3 separate regions of the Mus musculus genome follow, and regions 2 and 3 are each linked to region 1. A link is a contact called in public HiChIP or PLAC-seq and capture Hi-C data. All regions are on one chromosome and are shown on one strand. The core of a region is the stretch at or near the end of the contact, and the rest is flanking DNA. Distances in the headings are between cores, read along the strand shown.

Region 1 (3,984 bases), core at 966-3,465:
ACTCAGGCAACTTGACAGCTTTGGTGGGAAGGGGAATAGGAGCTTGGTAAGAAAACTGGGTTTTGTGAGCTTTCTGTTCTTCTAGATATAACTTTACCGCCAGCCCTTTCTTACCTTGCTCCCTGGACTTGAACACTATTTCATAACTGGAAGACCCCTCTCCGGCCCTCCTCAGCTCCCTTAGGGTTAGTTTGTGCCCTGGGATTCAGTGCTGCCCCCAGTCTGGCGATCTTTGCCGTGTGCTCCTTCTCTGTCCGTTCTGTGGTCTGTGCCAGGGAACAGAGTGGCTCTCCAGCCTGACGGATGCTGTGTTGAATCTGGAATCAGACAGCTTGGGTTCAGATTTCAGCTTGGCCACTTAGCCATGTGACCTTGAGCAAGTGTTTCACTCTCTGTAGCTCACTTTTCCGTCTATACCGTTGGAGAGGGTGGGGGAGCATTTACTGCATAGGACTGCAGAAAGCATAAAGAACATTGATACACGTGAGGCCCTTTGCCACGGTGCCTGGTGAGGAGAGAGGCTCAGGCGGTGGGCATCAGTCATCGTGGCTACGATGCCGTTATCATTTGTTGGAGACAGGGGTCTCACTATGTAGCCCTGGCTGGCCTGCAACTCACTATGTAGGTCAGGCTGGCCTTGAACTCACAGAGGTCTGCCTGATTCAACCTCAGGTGCTGGGATTGCAGGGTGTGAACTATGACACCTGGCCTTAAAAATAATAGTATCTGTTATTACATTGAATTTATTTGTACTGTATGTATGTGTGCTTAAGCTCACTCAAGCACACATATGAAGGTCAGAGGACAACCTGCAGAAATGAGTTCACTTCTACCATGTGGATCCTGGAGGTGGGACTCAGGATGTTAGAGGTGGTGGCAGGTGCCTATACCCACTGAGCTACCTCACTGGCCTTATTTATTTATTTATGAGACAGGATTTTACTATATAGACCAGGGTGGCCTTGAACTCACAAAGATCCTCCTGCCTTTGTACCTTTGTGCAAGGAATAAAGGCACGCACCCACCCCACACACATACTTTAGTTTTCTGTTTTGATCCTGGGTTCTCCCAGTATCAGCCCATTTAGCATTCATCCTGTGCTTACAGGTATGAGCCACCACCCATGAGCTTAACACAGGAGCTGGTTGTGTTATGAATGTCTGCAGAGCTTCATCAAAGTTGGAAGAGGGACTGGACTCCTCAGGGCTCCTTTTATGGCTGCTAAGTGTCAGGGCAGGGATGAAGGATGGTGCCCAAGGGCTGGCTGAGGATCTAGGGCCAGATCTGCCCGTGGGGGAGGGATCTTAACTTCCTTTGGAGTCCTTTGCCCTGGTGCCTCACCCTCAGACACATGTGGCTACAGACTCGGTCACTTGTGTTGATGCAGGAGAAGGAAGAGTCAGGCAAGGTTCTCCTCACGAAGCAGCGCAGATCCACTTAGATAGAAGGAGGGGTTACAGAGGCGTTGTGCCATGCGCTAGTCCTGGGTATGGCCTAACCTCTCACCCTGCTAGCTCTCCAGACTGGAAACCATGTCTCCTCCTAGCAGAGAGTTTGGGCGTCTTTTTTTTTTTCTTCTTTAAATTTATTTTTCTTTATGTGTATGTGTGTGCACCTCTGTGTATACCATGTTTATGCAGGTGCTCACAGAGACCAGACGAAGATTTTGGATCCCTTGAACTGGAGTTTCAAGTGGTTGTGAGCCAGCTAATGGATGCTGGGGACTGAACTCTGGTCCTCTACAAGAGCAGCAAACTCACTTAACTGCCTAGCCATCTCTACAGGACACACCCCGCCCCCTTTACTCCCCACTCCCCCGCCCCTTTCTCCTTATCCCCTCCAGCACTTTCAAAAAAAAAATCCTCGTGAAAAAGAGATGACTAACAGAGGTAAGGGACCAACCCAGGTCACACAACAGGGCGTGGCAACAGTGTTTTTCCCTCGGGTTTCCCTCCTCCCGCCATGTCCAACCTGGCCTCTTGCTCTGGTTGCTGCGCCAGGGTTAGAGAATGGGCACAGGTGTAGCTGCCCTGCAGTTCTGGGGGCTCTGGGAATGAGGCAGGCTTTGTTGTCGTCCGAGCAGCTGTGACCGTTGGGGCTGAGTATCCATTAAGCCGTTTCCGAGCCCTGGGCGGGAGCAGGAGGCTCGGCATTTAAAGGTCACCCGGCTTTTGAAGCTACAGCGACATTAATAGCTTGTGAAGAAAACAAGCCTGTGCAGGGGCCGGAGGACAAGGCGGCTCTGTCAGCGCTGCCCCTCCTCCCCAGGGTGCTTGGCCACACACATGCCGGCTCGGGCGCGGGCGCGCGCGCGCGCGCGCGCGCGCACACACACACACACACACACACACACACACACACACACACACACACACACACACACACACACACACACACACACACACACACACACACACAGACCGTAGCTTCTACCTCTTGCTCATCCACCTCTCCCTCCTCCCTTTTCGAGCCTCTTCAGTTCTGATGCCTTAGAACTCGGCAGACTGCCCTGCACCCACCCCCACGGTGTCCGAGGTGACAATTGTATGAGGAGGCGGCTGCCGAGCCCAGCAGCTTCTCTGTTCACACCGCGTCACCCACTTAAGGTTTCCCTGGGACTTAGCCACATGACCTCATTCTGACCCCTCTGGCCCTGGTATCATGGAGTCTTGCTGAAGCAGTCAGCCTGGGCCCCCCTTCTCTTCCCAGATGGGTAGGGTACAGATGTCACCCTTCAGGTCTGATAGCTTGTCTCGAGGCTCTGCCGCAGCACTGGCTGCCCAGGATTCCCAGTCCGGGTAGGCACTGGAGGATAAAATGCCTTGGGTGGATTAATTCCATCTCCTGAGGAGAGAGCACAGAAAGTGGTGTCTTGACTGCAACCCCAACCCCCACCCCCACCCCTTTCTGAGATGCCTGTGCTATCCAGTGGCTCTTCTGTCCTCCCGTCAGTCCCAAGGGTGGGGGATGGGGCACAACAAGGTTCTGGGAGGGCAGCTGCGGTTAGCCCTTTCCCAGGAGCCGCTGTGGCCTGGGCCCTGGGACACCACCTAGTGGCCTGGTCTGTTGGTGTCACTGGGCTATGCATGGTTCTTAGGCAAGAAATGAGTCCCTTAAGACTATTGCAGGTGGACCAGATGTTCCAAACGCTCCTCATCCACTGACAGAGAGGAAGTCTGGGGTAGGTGGAGATGAGAGAGGGAGAGGGAGAGGGAGAGGGAGAGGGAGAGGGAGAGGGAGAGGGAGAGGGAGAGGGAGAGGGAGGGAGAGAGGGAGAGAGGGAGAGGGAGAGGGAGAGGGAGAGGGAGAGGGAGGGAGAGAGGGAGAGAGGGAGAGGGAGAGGGAGAGGGAGAGGGAGAGGGAGAGGGAGAGGGAGAGGGAGAGGGAGGGAGAGAGGGAGAGAGGGAGAGGGAGAGGGAGAGGGAGAGGGAGAGGGAGAGGGAGAGGGAGAGGGAGAGGGAGAGGGAGAGGGAGAGGGAGAGAGAGGGAGAGAGGGGGAGAGGGAGAGGGAGAGGGAGAGAGTAAGTGCTGGCCCACAGCTTCATACCTCCTTCTGGGGTCTCAAGTTCTAGGTTGACCCTGTTCTAGCTTGGGGAAAAATACAGTCAAATTGGCAGTGGGAGAGGCACTGTCTCCTGACCCCTGGGGCTGATTGTGTAGCCGTCAGAATTGTGTGCAGGGAGAGAAGGCCCTGATGACAGTCAGAGAGAGCTTGTGGGATCCAAACGGCTGCTGGGCTTTGGACACCCATAGTTGGTTACTGTGTTACCCCACCGGTTGCTTCTCTGCTCGTCCACTTAGTTAGCACAGGCTGACTGTACTGGGTGCTTTGTGGACACTGGGAGCTCCACACTGGATGTGGCAAATCTGCCCTAAAAAATGCTGATCTAGTGTAGAAGATGGTCACTGGCAAGTGCACTGTATATGATGTTTGTGACAGAGGATGACAAAGCAGGGCAAAGGTCAAGGAATGCCGGAAGACAG
Region 2 (3,984 bases), core at 801-3,300, 770 kb after region 1:
TAGTGTGTTAACATCTTCTATAATACCACAAAAATAAATGTTTCCACAATTAAGTAGTATATCTGCCCAAGGAGCCAGGAAGACTTTGGCAGGAGGTGGGTAGCTATTTATTCTTTTCTTTAACATATCCAGGTACCCGAGAATTGGAAAGACCCAGAGTTCTCTCATGCATCACAGCTCAAGAGTCCAAGTCAGGAGTGGATGCATGTGACAGGAAATGGTATTCCTCCAGGCACGAATTCCACCAATCCCAAGGCCTATGCATCCTGGGCCATTTCCTTTTGGCTTGTCCCCTGATTGCTACCGTGTGTCCCCCAGAGTTTGGTTCCTACCTATGGTGTCCACAATGAGATCCAGCTGTCCGTTGTACACGGTCACATTGACCCCAGCTGCCAGCAACTTATCCACAACGTCGATGGCAGGCTTCATGAAGTCCCCTTCCATGCTTAGGAAGACATAAGATGCCTGGGCTACAGAAGGTGAAGGAGAAAGAGGTAACACGTTGGAATTAAGAAATCTCTTTCTGCCCAAGCATTCTAAACTATGGTTCCTAAAAGTCCCTAGGTGTCAGGGGTGTGTGTGTGTGTGTGTGTGTATGTGTGTGTGTGTATGTGTGAGTTCTATGGCTTTGAACTGATTCAACCTCCAAATTCTGGAATCTGTATGTCCAAACCCTGAAGGTTCTTGTCCCCGATTGTTTTTTTATCAATCAATAAAGAACCAACAGCTACTGGCCACTTCCTAAATTGGGCCTGGGGTAGCAGGGGAAGGTTTAGGAGCCAGGAATACTGGAGGGAAATCTATGCTAGCTGGTCAGAGGAGTAGAACTGCCCAGCCTTTGAGCAAGTCAAGGCACATTAATATTGACTGGCTGGTGATCACGCATGAGTCTTTTATTTGAGAATCCAAATAGCTCTTGGGCAGGTACGCACATTCAACCAGCCAGGAGCCAAACAGGTGTAGCTAAACTCACCCCTACACCTAGGAAGCAATGCTGAGTGACAGGTGCTCCACAGAGGGACCAACTGGCCAGCAAGAAGGAAATAAAAATAGTGCACACTGTCCCTTTGCTTGGGAGCGCGTGCTGATGGTACGTGCCATGTGCAACGAGGAGCTAAAATCTGCAGAAGGAAACAGAGAGGCAGAGGCCCAGAAAGCTTTCAGCTGTTCCACTCGGAAATAAACTGCTTTGCACCAGAGTGCTAAGTGGTACCAAGGCCAGAAAACAAAACAAAACAACCCAGCAAGTATCTGGGATACACCATTGGGGAGGTGGCCAAGCCACCAGTTGGAAGAGTAGATTACGGGTTACCCCCCAGTAATTGTCAAAGCCAAGTAAAAATAACCATAGTTTGAGTCTCATTGATTTGTATGCTAGTCAGGGATATGCTTAAAGTATTGTAGACATTTTAAATCCTAATGTGGGGCTTTCTATCCCGTCTGTGACCATTTAGTTCCTGGATAAAAGACGCATATAGCTGGGCAGTGATGGCGCACACCTTTGATCCTAGCACTTGAGAGGCAAAGGCAGGCAGGTTTCTGAGTTTGAGGCCAGCCTGGTCTACAGAGTGAGTACCAGGACAGCCAGGGCTACACAGAGAAACTCTGTCTTGAAAAACAAAACAAAACAAAACAAAACAAGACACACACAACCTTTATATTTATAATAAGCCTCAATTAGCACAAGAGCTGGTCAAATATCTACCCTCTATGTTATTAGAATCTACTTCCCTATCGATAACCCCAAGTTATTTGTTACTATGTTTCATTGGGGCTGCTCTCCCTCAGGGCCACATTTTCATGACTCATTTAACCCATGGTGGCTTTTCCTCCACTTCTTTTACCTTTTGTGGTCTCCTTCAAATCCCCAGGCCCTGGAACCCTAAATCCCACCTACATCTCTTCTGCCCAGCTATTTATTGGCTGTCAACATCTTTATTTACCAATCAGAAATACCGTGGGGGCAAGGTCACATAGCATTAGGTCACCTAGGTCTACTTGCAAACTCTCTTCTCTCTGGCATCAGTACTAGCATTAGCATATAAACAGCATCAGGCCAGCCCACTACAATGCAGATTGTGATAGAGTAACCCACGACCCCCTAACGAAGTCAAGACAGAGGTCAAAACAAAGCCCTCAGCAGCTACACGGAAGAAAGGGGACTCCTTGACCCGGTAGTCCTGGGGTATCTTGGATGTAAACCAAACAAATGCTACCCTGCTTGTTCAAAGATCCCCAAGGGACTAAGTAGGAACTTATCCAAGGTTTCTGCTGGATTTGGCCTCCAAAGACCCAAGTATTTCCACATGGTGACCTTCAGAGCAAAACACACATGGCAAACCCTATCTAGCACCTTACATGTAACCATTTTTTTAGATCATAATTTTAAAACTTCTGTTTATTTACTGATAGGTGGGCAGGGGACAGATGCACGCCGTGGTGCACGCTGTGGCGCATGCATAGAGGCCAGAGGATGGATAACTTCAGAGAGTCAGTTCTCTCCTTCCAGCACGTGAGTCCCGGAGACTGAGCTTAGCTCATCAGGCCTGATGGCGAGCACCCTCAACCACTGGGCCCCATTGGGCCTCTCCCCGGCCCTTTATTATTATTTATTTATTTATTTTTGGTTTTTCGAGACAGGGTTTCTCTGTGTAGCCCTGGCTGTCCTGGACAACTCACTTTGTAGACCAGGCTGGCCTCGAACTCAGAAATTCACCTGCCTCTGCCTCCCAAGTGCTGGGGATTAAAGGCGTGCGCCACCATGCCCAGATTTTTTTTTTTTTTTTAAGAGACACTTTTTGCTAAATTGCCCAGACTGGCCTCAAACTTGTGACGCTCCTATCAGCCTCCTTGGTTCTGGGATTTCCAGCCATGTACTACCATGCCCTACTCTTTTGTTTAGTTTTTCTTTTCTTTTCTTTTTTTTTTATAAAGGGGATTTATTTATTTATTTATTTATTTATTTATTAATTATATGTAAGTACACTGTAGCTGTCTTCAGACACAGAAGAGGGCGTCAGATCTTGTTACTGATGGTTGTGAGCCACCATGTGGTTGCTGGGATTTGAACTCTAGACCTTCGGAAGAGCAGTCGGGTGCTCTTACCCACTGAGCCATCTCACCAGCCCTTGTTTAGTTTTTCGAGACAGGGTTTCTGTGTAGCCCTGGCTGTCCTGGAACTCACTTTGTAGACCAGGCTGGCCTTGAACTCAGAAATCCACCTGCCTCTGCCTCCCAAGTGCTGGGATTAAAGGTGAGCACCACCATGCCCAGCTCTACCATGCCCTACTCTTATTTTGTCAATGTGTCACAAAGGTAAGGGGTGTAATAGTCCTTATGCAACCAATCCTACAACCAATCACACGCCACGTCTCCCCCCACCCACTTCTCCGCCAGCTCCTTATTCTAAATCCCTTTTGCCACATCGCTGCCGATTCTACATCTGCGGCAGGTGGTTAAGATCATTTTACTTATAAACCGAGGAAACCCAGCCTGCAGATTAAGGGCTCCGAATCTGCACACATCCCCCTCCCTCCCCCTACAAACGGCACCTGATTAGGGCGCTTTCGTACCTCCCCAGGAGATATCCTCAGGGATAATTTTGAGCTTCTTTTTGATGGGGCCGTTCATGAGTTGACTTAAGGCGTCTCCTTGCAGGTGTCTCACATGGCGCTGACAGAGACGAACTAAAAGCAAACTGGTATACAGTGAGTCAAAGGGCTAGATCAGAACTCCACAGAGATGGCCCCCAAACTGCTGGGGGAGACAGCACAGTGGAGAGAGGCTTTTTCCTGGAAAAGGAGGAAGTGTCACATTGATCCAGGTAGAGGAGGGAGGAAGCCAGAAGCGGGTTGAAAGGAGATCTGTTAGTATTGATAACTGCATTCTGTGAACTTTAGGGCCACTGGGATGACCCAGAACATGGTCAGCTGAAAAGAGGAAGCCAGAGGCAGGTTTAGCAGGTCTTGTGTGTTTTTTACTTAC
Region 3 (3,984 bases), core at 881-3,380, 660 kb after region 1:
AGGCTGCTGGAGACTTGGGAGCGCGGATGTTGACAGTGGCGGAGACAGGCAGGCGCGCGATGCTGACTTGATAAGTGGAAGAGTGAGAATTCTAATTCAAGGAAGATGCAGATAGAGAGGAGCACGAGAACAGAGAGGAGGGGCCGCTGAGGGGTCCAGAGGCAAAAGGCAAGGTCCCCCTGCTCCCGGCGGGGTATCCTTGCCTGGGCTCCCAGCCCAGAGTAGACGTTCTCATGGGGACACCAACAGTAACCAAGTACGCATTCATGGAGACTCCAGGATAGGAGAAAGGCAGAGGCAACTGGCATTGTGTCTCCAGGGTGGAAGAAATGACGAGTCCTATGAACCCAGAGAAACAGAGAGGGCCCCACCCTAGACCATGGAAGCAGACCCATTTAAGAGACTTCTACAGAGAAGCAGCTGGCACGACCTGTCCTTACCCCACCCGGTGTAGCAGCTTACAGAGGGGTGTGAATGCTCAGAGCCATGCCCTGGAGGAAGGCGTTGCAGGGTAGCATCCTGAGGAAGAGTGCACCCTGGAGAAGGGTCCTAGGAGACAGCCTGCGATGAGAACACAGGCCTCTGTGCCTTGACGGGAAGGAAAGGGAGAAGAGGAGGCTAGATAGATGCCAGGAGACTTCCGAGGGAGGGGAGATTGGTTGGTGGTTCCAGAAATGGGATAAAGGAGAGCTTCCTGGAACATCTCCCCTGGCAGAAAGGAGGCAGCCAGCTCCCAGGACCCGTGGTTGGGGCTATCGGAGGAGTGTGAACACTCTGAACGGCAGCGTTTGCTGGAGAGAGACCATGACAGACCACCCAACCTCCAGAGACCACGAGGAGGGACAACCGGGTCCCTGCTGCCACTGGTGGCCCGCCAGAGTGGACACAGTACATGTTTGTGGCTGGAAAGCCAAGTGACGGTACAGAAGCCTGGGAAGGGTCCAAGCAGGACACCAGGCTTCCATCCTTGGGTAACTTGTGCCCCTCAATGCTAGGTAAAAGCCCCCCAGGAAGAACCAGACCTTCGAAAACCTCTGATTCTTTTAGTTGTTTGGCAAAAGACATCTCCATGCTCTGTGGCCTCTTAATTTCGTAGATGGTGAAAGGCAGAGAATTAAAGAATCAATGGGCAATTAAGGAGGTACTGGCAGGTACTGGCCAAGAGCATATTATTTATTTATTCAGCCAGCCACACTCATTTTTAAAGAGCTAACTTCCATTTTGTTTCTGACACCAAAAATAAATCAAACTAAAAACTGTATACATCATAACTGAAAAAAAAATACATATTTGCATGGTATGTCGCCCCTGTGAAGCCTCAGCTGCGACCTGCAAAAGGAATTTTTGTGTAAAAAAAAAAAAAGAGAGAGAGAGATGAATTCATTCTGCACTGGCCTTCCCTGAGGGTACAGATAGGATCGAAAAGACAAAAATAAGGTTTTAATTCACTAGTGATTTTCCCACCCCGTCTCAAGCTTCTTTTTGATTCTTAGCATCCATTTTCCTGGGTCGTCTTGGGAGGGTTGCAAGATTTCAATCCATTAACACAGTAGTAGGTTGGTGAAATTTCAGAACAGGCTGAGATGAACAGCCACAATGAGGACACAGCTGCCCTGGGGCTCCCGGCAGAGAACTCAGCCTATGATTCAGCTCCTAGCCCATGATCTGGCGCCCTAAGGGAGGGGATCTCTTTGAAGAGCCCTCTTTTCTCTCCTCTACTTCCCCGACTTGGGAGAAATCCAGTCTTGCCCCCTAGTCCATATCAGCTCTCTGATTTTGGAGCAGCTCCTTGGCACTAAATATACCTGCACCATTGACTGTCTTCCACCCTCCCTCCCCTCCTCACCCCGCCCCGCCCCCCACGCACCTCCTCATTCCCTCCCCAGCAAGCGCTTTTGGCGTACTACAGGTATCTTCCCAAGCTACCCCAAGGTTGATTCTAGGACAGTGGCTCTCAAACTTAAGTCTGCATCTAAACTACGTGGACAAAGTGCTACACGGTTCTCGGTCAGTAAGTCTCGGGTATGAGCTGGGGATTTGCATTCCTGTTAAGTTTAATACTGAGACAAGTGCTTGGAGAACCTGTTTTCTGGGATGAGGCAAAGGGAGGGGATACCCGTAGTAGCTTGTGCTGTGGTGCCATCTAGTGGACATAGACCACAATAGCAGCAGTCTGCCCTGTGGAGTGCACAAGACTTCATTCCACTCCTTTAAACACTTCAAAAACCATTCTCTTTTACGACTCTACTTCTTAAGGTGGGCCTTTTACTGTTTAAATGCTCTCTTTCCACCCTCTGAATAAGACCATTACAAACTATGCCCTGCCGAATATGGATGAAATGAAACAGGAAACTGGGTGTTTTGAAACGAAACTGCACACCCTGATTTTGATAACTGTCCCCCAGATACATCTGACCTAAGGCACAACACTGCACACATGGCAGACAGCAGGCCATCACCCAGATCACACAATAATTAGCTCTAACCCCAAACCAGGACCCAAGGATTCCATGTTGTCTCAACCCAGGGGGAAGCACACCACTTTAGAAGTAACTGGACAACCCTGAGGACGTGGCTGTTGGGGAGAACTTATCAGAGCACACTCGGAACCCTAGGTTCTCTCTCCAGCATGACCTGAACTGGATATAGTGGTCACACCTGTAATCCCAGCCTGGCAGTTGGGAGATCGAAATGGGAAGGTTGAAAGCTCAAAGTCAACCAGGGGGTGCTGACGGACAACTTTAATTCCAGCACCAGGGGAGCAGAGGCAGGTGGACCTCTGTGAGTTTGAGGCTAGCCTGGTCTACAGAGCAAGTTCCAGGATACACAGAAAAACCTTGTCTCAAAAAAAAAAAAAAAAAAAAAAAAAAAAAAAGAGGGATGATGGAGAAGGAAGAGAAGGAAGGGAAGAAGAAAGCTGTTTACGGTTATTCTTCTATTTTAAAACTCAGAGAAAAAGGAAAAGACAGGGTCACAAGTTCAAGGCCTGCCTCAGCTACCTGGACTATGGCTTGAGTTTAAGGCCAGCTTGGAAAACTGTCTCAAAATAAAAATGTAAAAAGGGCTGGCGATGTAGCCTAGCGATAGAACACGCGTGAAGGCCTGTATTTGCCCCACCCCAGGATTGAAAAAAAAATGTAGGTTTCAAAGTCCCATTCTTAAGAATCTCTGGTTCAGTGGGCCTGGGCCCAGCCACTTGCAAGCATTATAAATAAATTGTAGCAAACGCTTGAGCCTCTACTGTGAGACAGCCTGCAGGGCGGTGACCTCAGAACCCTGTTCCCTACCTAGCACTATCCAACAGAAACAATCTGAGCCATACTCAGACTCGTGACAATGCATGCTCATTAGCCTCCCGTTAAACATCAAAGGGGCGGGGCTGCAGAGGTGCCACAGTGGTTCAAAGCATCACTGGCCGTTCTCCCAAGGGGTCCAGGTTTGAGTTCCCAGAACGTACATGGCAGCTGCCAAGCATCTGGAACCCAGTTCCAGGGGTCCTGACTCCCTCTTCTGACTTCTTCAAGCACCAGGCAGGCACGAGATACACAGATTATGCTCGCAGGCAAAATAAAATACCCATCTACATAAATGATCACTTTTGTGGCAAAGGAGGAGCCAGGAATGTGGTTTGGTTAGTAGAGAACTTGCCTACCATGGAAGAAGACCTAAATTTGGCCCGTGGCCCTGTGTAGCTGGGCATGGTGGTAAATGGCTGTGCTCTGAGCACTTGTGAAGATGGAAAGATCAGAAGTCCAAGATCACCACTGACATGGGGAACTCAAAGCCAGCAGCATAGGCTACATGAGATCTGATATTGGAAACTAAACTAGACTGAACAGGGCACAGGGGAACTCTGGGACCCAAGATCCATCCTATGCTCACCTTTTGAAGGTCATCTGGGATATGTGCATATTTGAGAAGGCATCACATTCTACTCTCCAGACTCCCTTGCACTTATTATGATCTAAAGGTAACAATGGGGAG

The links. HiChIP or PLAC-seq counts read pairs in DNA pulled down with a chosen protein or histone mark. Capture Hi-C pulls out chosen DNA fragments and counts their contacts.
Region 2: a contact with region 1 is called in a capture Hi-C map of embryonic stem cells, with 2.9 times the contacts expected there. The contact joins two enhancer-like sites. A contact is called at or near these places in 1 of 115 datasets of contacts at active chromatin or transcription factors (embryonic stem cells) and 1 of 9 other capture datasets (embryonic stem cells).
Region 3: a contact with region 1 is called in a FOXA1 HiChIP or PLAC-seq map of pancreatic cancer cells. The contact joins two enhancer-like sites. A contact is called at or near these places in 1 of 15 datasets of contacts at CTCF or cohesin (large pre-B cells), 7 of 115 datasets of contacts at active chromatin or transcription factors (embryonic basal ganglia, embryonic forebrain, embryonic stem cells and 2 more) and 1 of 9 other capture datasets (embryonic stem cells).

The regions. Positions count from the first base shown.
Region 1 is chr11:88,159,241-88,163,224 of GRCm38.p6, forward strand. The region is part of intron 1 of Cuedc1 (CUE domain containing 1); the gene reads left to right. Among named protein-coding and RNA genes, the nearest start is that of Mrps23, 43 kb to the right of the region's middle. Within about 2 kb of position 2,216, at least 256 of the 459 cell types and tissues checked have an H3K27ac peak or open chromatin away from gene starts, as enhancers often do. A contact at or near this core is called in embryonic stem cells and pancreatic cancer cells, where this site is marked.
Region 2 is chr11:88,929,876-88,933,859 of GRCm38.p6, forward strand. It overlaps Scpep1 (serine carboxypeptidase 1), which reads right to left. Exons shown (of 13, transcript NM_029023.3): 10 at 3,573-3,686; 11 at 333-470. It overlaps Scpep1os (serine carboxypeptidase 1, opposite strand), which reads left to right. Exons shown (of 5, transcript NR_045955.1): 4 at 2,413-2,512. Among named protein-coding and RNA genes, the nearest start is that of Scpep1, 24 kb to the right of the region's middle. Within about 2 kb of position 2,051, at least 12 of the 459 cell types and tissues checked have an H3K27ac peak or open chromatin away from gene starts, as enhancers often do. A contact at or near this core is called in embryonic stem cells, where this site is marked.
Region 3 is chr11:88,821,096-88,825,079 of GRCm38.p6, forward strand. No RefSeq gene overlaps it. Among named protein-coding and RNA genes, the nearest start is that of 4930556N13Rik, 29 kb to the right of the region's middle. Within about 2 kb of position 2,131, at least 31 of the 459 cell types and tissues checked have an H3K27ac peak or open chromatin away from gene starts, as enhancers often do. A contact at or near this core is called in pancreatic cancer cells, where this site is marked.